Regions from separate parts of the Mus musculus genome. Here region 1 is linked to region 2. Evidence: chromatin contacts called from public HiChIP or PLAC-seq data. All regions are on one chromosome and are shown on one strand. Each heading gives the region's core, a stretch centred on a gene start, on an enhancer-like site or on the middle of the called end of the contact. The rest is flanking DNA. Distances are from core to core; before and after follow the strand shown. Region 1 has its middle 130 kb from the start of Gm41097. Region 2 overlaps Cfap20dc (CFAP20 domain containing).

The links. HiChIP or PLAC-seq counts read pairs in DNA pulled down with a chosen protein or histone mark.
Region 1: an H3K27ac HiChIP or PLAC-seq map of embryonic stem cells shows a contact between it and region 2, with 8 read pairs. The contact joins two enhancer-like sites. A contact is called at or near these places in 2 of 484 Hi-C or Micro-C datasets (both in embryonic stem cells) and 5 of 115 datasets of contacts at active chromatin or transcription factors (the NIH/3T3 cell line and embryonic stem cells).

Annotation. Positions count from the first base shown.
Region 1 is chr14:9,317,961-9,321,429 of GRCm38.p6, forward strand. No RefSeq gene overlaps it. Among named protein-coding and RNA genes, the nearest start is that of Gm41097, 130 kb to the right of the region's middle. Within about 2 kb of position 1,366, at least 34 of the 459 cell types and tissues checked have an H3K27ac peak or open chromatin away from gene starts, as enhancers often do. A contact at or near this core is called in embryonic stem cells, where this site is marked.
Region 2 is chr14:8,619,929-8,623,261 of GRCm38.p6, forward strand. All of the region lies in intron 4 of Cfap20dc (CFAP20 domain containing), which reads right to left. Among named protein-coding and RNA genes, the nearest start is that of Cfap20dc, 45 kb to the right of the region's middle. Within about 2 kb of position 1,268, at least 21 of the 459 cell types and tissues checked have an H3K27ac peak or open chromatin away from gene starts, as enhancers often do. A contact at or near this core is called in embryonic stem cells, where this site is marked.

The DNA.
Region 1 (3,469 bases), core at 116-2,615, 700 kb after region 2:
TTAGGCTCTTAAATGTAGATACATTTCTTTCCTTAGTCGTCTCTGCCCATCAGAAATCTCCTAACCCTTTTGGTGTCTTACAAGTAACACTTGAGTTATCAACTGCTGTGTCTGGAAGGGAATGAGTGGAGAAAGCATCCAATCCACTTACTTTGCAAATGAGGAAAATCACATCAGCTGATTTTCCCAGGGTCACCTACCTTTAAGTGACAAGCTTGGGACTAAAGACCAGTTGTGATTCCCAGGAAATTCTGAATTTGCTTCTAAGCTTACAACATAGTAATTGCTTCCATCATTTGAATTGACACCTGCCTAAACAGTGTGAGGTTCAACTTCATCTCAATATGGGGTTGTAATTGTCGAGAGCATAGTCTGTTACTCAAACCCATATTTGGTGAAAAATCACTTGTAATTCAAGTTAGCACTTGATTTATTTTTTAGGGCTTGTCAAGTTTCAGAAATAATGAGCTCCATACACTGGGCTTCTTTCAGGGTTGGGTATTGTAGTCAGGAATCGTTCTTGATAATATCTTCTGAGCTGAAGGCCTATGTCTAGCATGTTTTATTATAAGGTTCACTCATATCAGCTCTACAGAAGCACATACCAACAGAAAGAGGGATAAGAGGAGTTTGCAGTGCCGTTTTGTGTGTTTAACTGAGTGTGGGGTAGTGCACTGAGATTTGAGAATGTGTTGATGTAAAAGCCTCATTTGTATGGAAACCCTCTGGCCGAGGTTCTTTTCTTGTTCCTTTTTCATTATGCCCCTCTGTGCTGCAAACCCATGCCACAATAAAGGGATGTACTTTCACTGAAAAATATCAAAAAGCAGTGTGTTAATGTCAAGCATTAACTGAGAAGCTGCTGAAGATAGAGTAGAAACTCAGGCTTGTTCAAACTCTTCTGTCTATGGCAAGAGCCACACCCACTAGGCTGCAAATGTATCCCTGCTCTTTTCTAAACATTTGTCTTTCTGTTCTGTGATCTAGTTCTTGATCCTTTGGAGCACCAAACTGAAGGTCATGTCCTTGTTCCTAAACAAGTGCATGACCTAGGAACATTTGCTTGATTGTGTTTACCATTTCAGGGAGTTTAATTGCCTCCAGAGTCCACTGGGAGGCCCCAAGGTAGCAAATCTTGTTACTATGCTGATTTCCTTTTTCCTTAGAACTTGCAGGTTACAAGGAGAACATTTTGATTTCTTACTTGAAATCTTAAAGCATGAACACTGATGACTACCTAATGGTAGTCCAATATGCGTGATTTGAATATGAAATCCCTCTTACATTTTCATGATGGACTCTTTCTTGTATGGTAGGTGTGGCTCCCACTATCCCTTTGTTGGGAGAACTTCCAGTCTGATCTTGGAGGATTCCTAACAAAAGCTTTGTTTGCGTGAGTCCCTTCACATTTTCATCAGTTCAACCTCTAAGGACCTGAAGTTAATAGCAAAAACAATCAAAGTTTTTGCAAGGATGGTAACAAATGTTTGGTCATTTGAAGAACAAATAGGTATTAGGTGTAAGAGGGGCAATACAGGAAAGGACATATAAGGAAAAGATTCAGAACTAAAGTGTAACAGAGATTCAACATTGTATAAAGAATATCAAATGAAATATGCATATTAGGGTCAGCAATGGATAAGGCAGTATATTTGTTCAGTTTTTATGTATTGTGTGACACAAATATCTAAACCTGGGTACTACTGACCAAATTCTTGTGAGGCGGCATGATCATGTAATTATTCTAAATGAAATGGTCACATTAGGAGCAACATATGCAAAGGGCATTTATTGAGTCATGTTTGCATTGAATGTGATAAATAATGTGCTATTTTGACCTCTCGACTACTCTCACCTTGGCATTATTTGGCTTTGCTCCCAGTTTCTAATGGGAGATCCACCCTTTTGTTTCAGTTTACCTCTCTTTGTGCTGTGTTTCTAAGCCTTGTTTCAATGAAAGTTAGGCTTTTATAACTCGGTGTGCACGCCCAAACATTCCGATATCTGTCTTCACTTGTATATGTACAGAAATAGATGTCTGTAAATAGGAAAGGAATTTGAAGCTTTTCTGCCAAGGCATTGGCCCTATTTCCCCAGGGAACTGAGGTTAGAAGGGAGTGATGGAAAGAACCGAGCCACATTTTTCTCTACATGCTTCTGTGTTGTTTTAACTCTATATCATAAACACATAGTGTAATTAAGGGGAAAAGCTAAACTTAACATACCACCAAATAACAAGGAACACTTTCTCTTTTCCTTTTGCAGGTATGAAGATCAACTAAAGCAATCGATGCCTCAAGAGAAATTTCAGAACTTGTGCTTCCTTAAAAAAAAAAAAAAAAAAAATCACACAGTGAAGCACTGTACCCTGGCCTTGCTCTGGTTTCAGTAGCTCTGGATTGTTTCAGTATGAAGATCTATAATACTTAATAGAAATGCCAGTGATAGTGCAGGGCTCCTATGCCATCCCACAGCATCCAGCCGACACTGCCATGTCCCTCATGCTCTACAAGTGGGACATCTGTAGCCAATGCTCTCTTCTTTTCCATTTCTCTTCTTTTCCATTTTGTCACCAGGCTACAAGGAAAACAGGAAAAGTTTTAAACAAGAAGTCTTTTTTTTTTAAGCTCATTGAGCCCCAGCCTTTCTTTTCTGTGACAGTGTAGCCCAAATTAAATGTAAGTCCTTAATGTGATGGACACTTCCTAGCAGCACAGGGTGTGACAGCAAGCAGGCAGAATGATATACCATAATACCACATAACCACATAATCAGATGGGAATTTAAAAGACTCACTCAACAGTTCGTCGACTATGATCCACTTCTGGGTAAGATGCGGCACTGACTGAAACAATGATGGGTGCACAGACATACTGTCAGATGCTGCACGGGAGAGACAGGAATATGGGCAGTCTGTGCTGGGCCGATTTACAGTGCTACTGTAAAGAAAGCGGGGTAATAAAGAGAGACGACTTGCATGTACTAGTTTATGCTGTCTGGTAGTAATAGAGATCACTCAGTCATGGGATGATGAGCCCTGTTTCTGCAGTTCAGATCTTGTCTCTTTGTGTAGGAGCTGTGTGATTCTGTCCAACTCAAGAAACCTCTCTTCTTATCTATAAGATGAAGTTAGCAACAATGGCAACCTTGTGGATTGTTAAGACATCGGATAACGTTCATATCACACATTTATAGCTAAAGGAAACATGAACTGAGCATATAAGTGTTTGTTCGTCCTATAATGAGCTGAGTCAGTTCCAAGGTTCTGGCCTATTTCTTTGGACTCTGTAAGAGGTTTTATGATTGTTCCCTTTCCATAGGTTAGGACAGTGGAGCTCAGAGATGGAGTAGTAACCCAGGGCATGTCAAGAGCAAGATTTAAATAAATTCCTTAACTACCCAAGGCCCACACTGTGAGCTGTGACTAGATGCTGGAGACAAGCAGCCCATCCAAGTCTAACCTCCAGTC
Region 2 (3,333 bases), core at 18-2,517:
TAAAAACAAAAAAAAAGACAATAATCTGAAACAAGTATTTCTAGAAAAAAAGAAAAGATAAGGAAAAACAAACAAGCTTGTTTTCTTGTTAGAAAATAAAATATCCTTCAAATTCTGAATAGTTATTTTTTTCCAAATGCTGACTTAGATACCAGAGTAGAAAATTAAAACACAGTTCATCTCTATGTGGATGTCACAGTCTACTAGAAAAGGCAGACCTGTAAATGACTATGAATCAACTGAATAAATGCTGTTACAGAACATACAGAGAATGCTATAGAAACCAGAGTAGATGCTTTAGATCTGCATTCAAATGGAAGAGCCAGGTTCAGGGTGAAGAAGAGCCTAAGTCAGTTTTAAAGAGGCAGTGGCATTTCACAGATGGAGAGAACGGCTACAGAAGAGAAGAAGGAGCCGGAGAGAGCCCTGAGGCTATAAAGTTTGCGGACCCAACAGTCCAACAGTCTTTTTTTTTTTTTTCCTTCTTGGTTTTTTTTGAGACAGGGTTTCTCTGTATAGCCCTGGCTGTCCTGGAACTCACTCTGTAGACCAGGCTGGCCTCGAACTCAGAAATCCGCCTGCTTCTGCCTCCGGAGTGCTGAGATTAAAGGCATGTGCCACCATGTCCAGCTCATAGTCCAACAGTCTTATAGACAGTCTGGGCTCTACAGGAGACAGATAGGGGAAAGGAGTGGGCAGGAGATTTGGCTGGACACAACGATCTGAGCTAGACTGAAGAACCCTGAGAGCACCGCATCACAGATCCTTGGAACCGTTCAGGCCAGGAAGTGATGAAGCAGCTCTGCTTGCTTGGCAATACCTCTGGAGCAACCACGTTGCCACACTGTTTAGAAACTGGTCTCCTTCCCTGGGCTAGGAGCACTGAACAGTGAGGAAGGCTGGGATGGGCCAAGAAAGAAAAGAAGTAAGATTTGAGAGATGAGACCACAGAGATGAAGAAACTTTCCTGACTTCCCCACGGATGTGATTTTCATCATCATAAATACTTATTAGTAATTCATAGTACTCATTTGTAAGTGACAAGGCTTAGCTCATTTCCACATAAGGACAGGTAAACTCTGATTTTAAAATTCCACTGTAGGCTGTGTTTTAAAAGAAAACACATGGACAATATCAAAAAGACTGTGATAATTAACGGTGGAAGAGAAGTAGTCCATCCTTGGGAAAGTGTCAGCCTCCAAGAACATCAGGAATCATAGTTGGGATGAGAATGAGGCTGACTCTCTCAAATCTGGGCAGATGCAGTTCAAGGCAGTCTGCAGCCTCCAGGACAGCAGGAGACTCCTAGTGTTTGGTCCCGTGTTCCAGAGCTCCGCCCTGGGTCTCTGGAGGAAAGAACAAAGCTGCAAAGCCAATCAAACAAACTAATCAGATTAAAGGGGCAAGTGGCTGAGTTGGCCAGGACAGCCATAGACCCAGCTGAACTAGCTCACCTTCCGTGACTTTGGTGTAGCTAGCTAGAGATAGCCACACAATCTGCTTCTGGCAACGCAACGAGCCCTGCCCAGAAAGCTTCAGTTACATTTCAATGGCCGGAAGCAGCTGGGGTCATGGCTATCCAGACCAACACTTTTCAAGAAAAGAGGGAATGAGTATTGGCAGTGAACAGTGTCTGCCACAGCAGCCTGACCTTCTAACCCATGAAGCTGAAATTCTACTGCCAAACTGCTGAAACCCCTGCAAGCTCAGGAAGTGAGAAAAAGCATTTCTTCCTCAGGAGTCAGTTTGTTTTTGCTACTAAAGAAGGTGCAGACACACATCTTTGACTTGAAATTGTATTATCTCAGCATAATATAATTTGAATAATAAGTTTAAGACACGGAGATTTGGGACGTTTACATAAATTGATTGCATACAAAAGCCTTTTAGGAGTCCAAGCAGACAGTTGGTGTTTTATCTATTGTGCATATCACTGGCAATGAAAGTGTGCAAGCTCGCTACAGCTCCAACAGAAGCACACGCACCTGCACAAGCCAGGACTCTGCATGCTCACCACAACGGTGCGGACAAACCAGCTGCTGCTATTTCCCTTCCTGCCCAAATATTTTCCAAATACTGCCCTGTTTTTGTTACTGTAACGAGGTAACAAAATTCACAGAAGTATTTAACAATTGGCTACTATATATATGACAGATTGCTAAATTTACTAACAGTCCTACTGTTCAACTATAAAATCCAAAAAAAAAAAAATGCTACATAAACTCCATGCTTGGTGGCCTTAATTCTAATTTAACTCAAGGTAATAAGAATTAATTTGATCCAAATATTTGCCAACAGGACGAGTTCTGTGATGTATGGAAGGGTGGTGCTGAATTCACTGTTTTCTATTTCTTGCTGCTAAACAACATATCAGCTTGCTCATCTCCTGAAATTGCATAAAACAGATAGGAGAGCTAATTTAAACAGTTGTTTGTGCATTCAATATTTATAACCCGAATCTTGCATGACTGACTGGAAGCAGTGAGTTAGAAGGTTTAGCTCAGCGGCTGCCTGGAGTGATGGATGGCCTCGAAGAATTTCTTGTTCACTGACCAGATCAATCACATAACAGAATGAAAAAAAAAATCAGCCCAATCCAGATTCCCAACATTTCCATCTGTATGCAAAGCTCGTGCTGGAAAGAATGTATCATAAAACAGAATGCGAAGCTACCTAAGAATAATAAAAGCCCACCCAAATGACGTGAAATGTAAATACAAGAAATAAGGTAACAGTGATATTATACTTTTAACTGAATATTAATAAAAATCTTATGACATTTATATTTCAAAAAGTTATGTCAATTTAAGTGGTATTTTGACTGAGCTCAGACACATGAAAGAGAGTAACAGTTTGCAAATTAGTGAAAGGTTTAAATATTTTTGGCAGTGTTTGCGATTGGCTTGTACTTAATCAGACTAAAAGGTAGTGCTGTGACAATTATCATATACTGCTGCTGTTAATGATTTCCACGGTAGTTGAGTCTGTTGGAGTGTGAACAGTCATCTGCTGTTTTAAATTACAGCAATGCACACACTGATGGCTAACCTCAAATGTGTACTGATGGAATCACGGTGCAAATGAGGACCCTTCCTTAACTGTGGTCTAGAGACAGGCCTGACTGACTTATGAGACTCCATGTAAGTATCTTCATCCAGGTCCTCATGGCTGATATCCGGCTAACAGTTTGCAGTCAGCTGTGGTGGGAGAATTTACACCACAGGAATTAGCAAGAGCTACACATGAGAGTCCCTCCTCCCCAAGTGACAGTGCTACCCATCGCCCAGTACATAGCAATACACTCATTGTTTGGACTGAAATGTATGTGTGTGT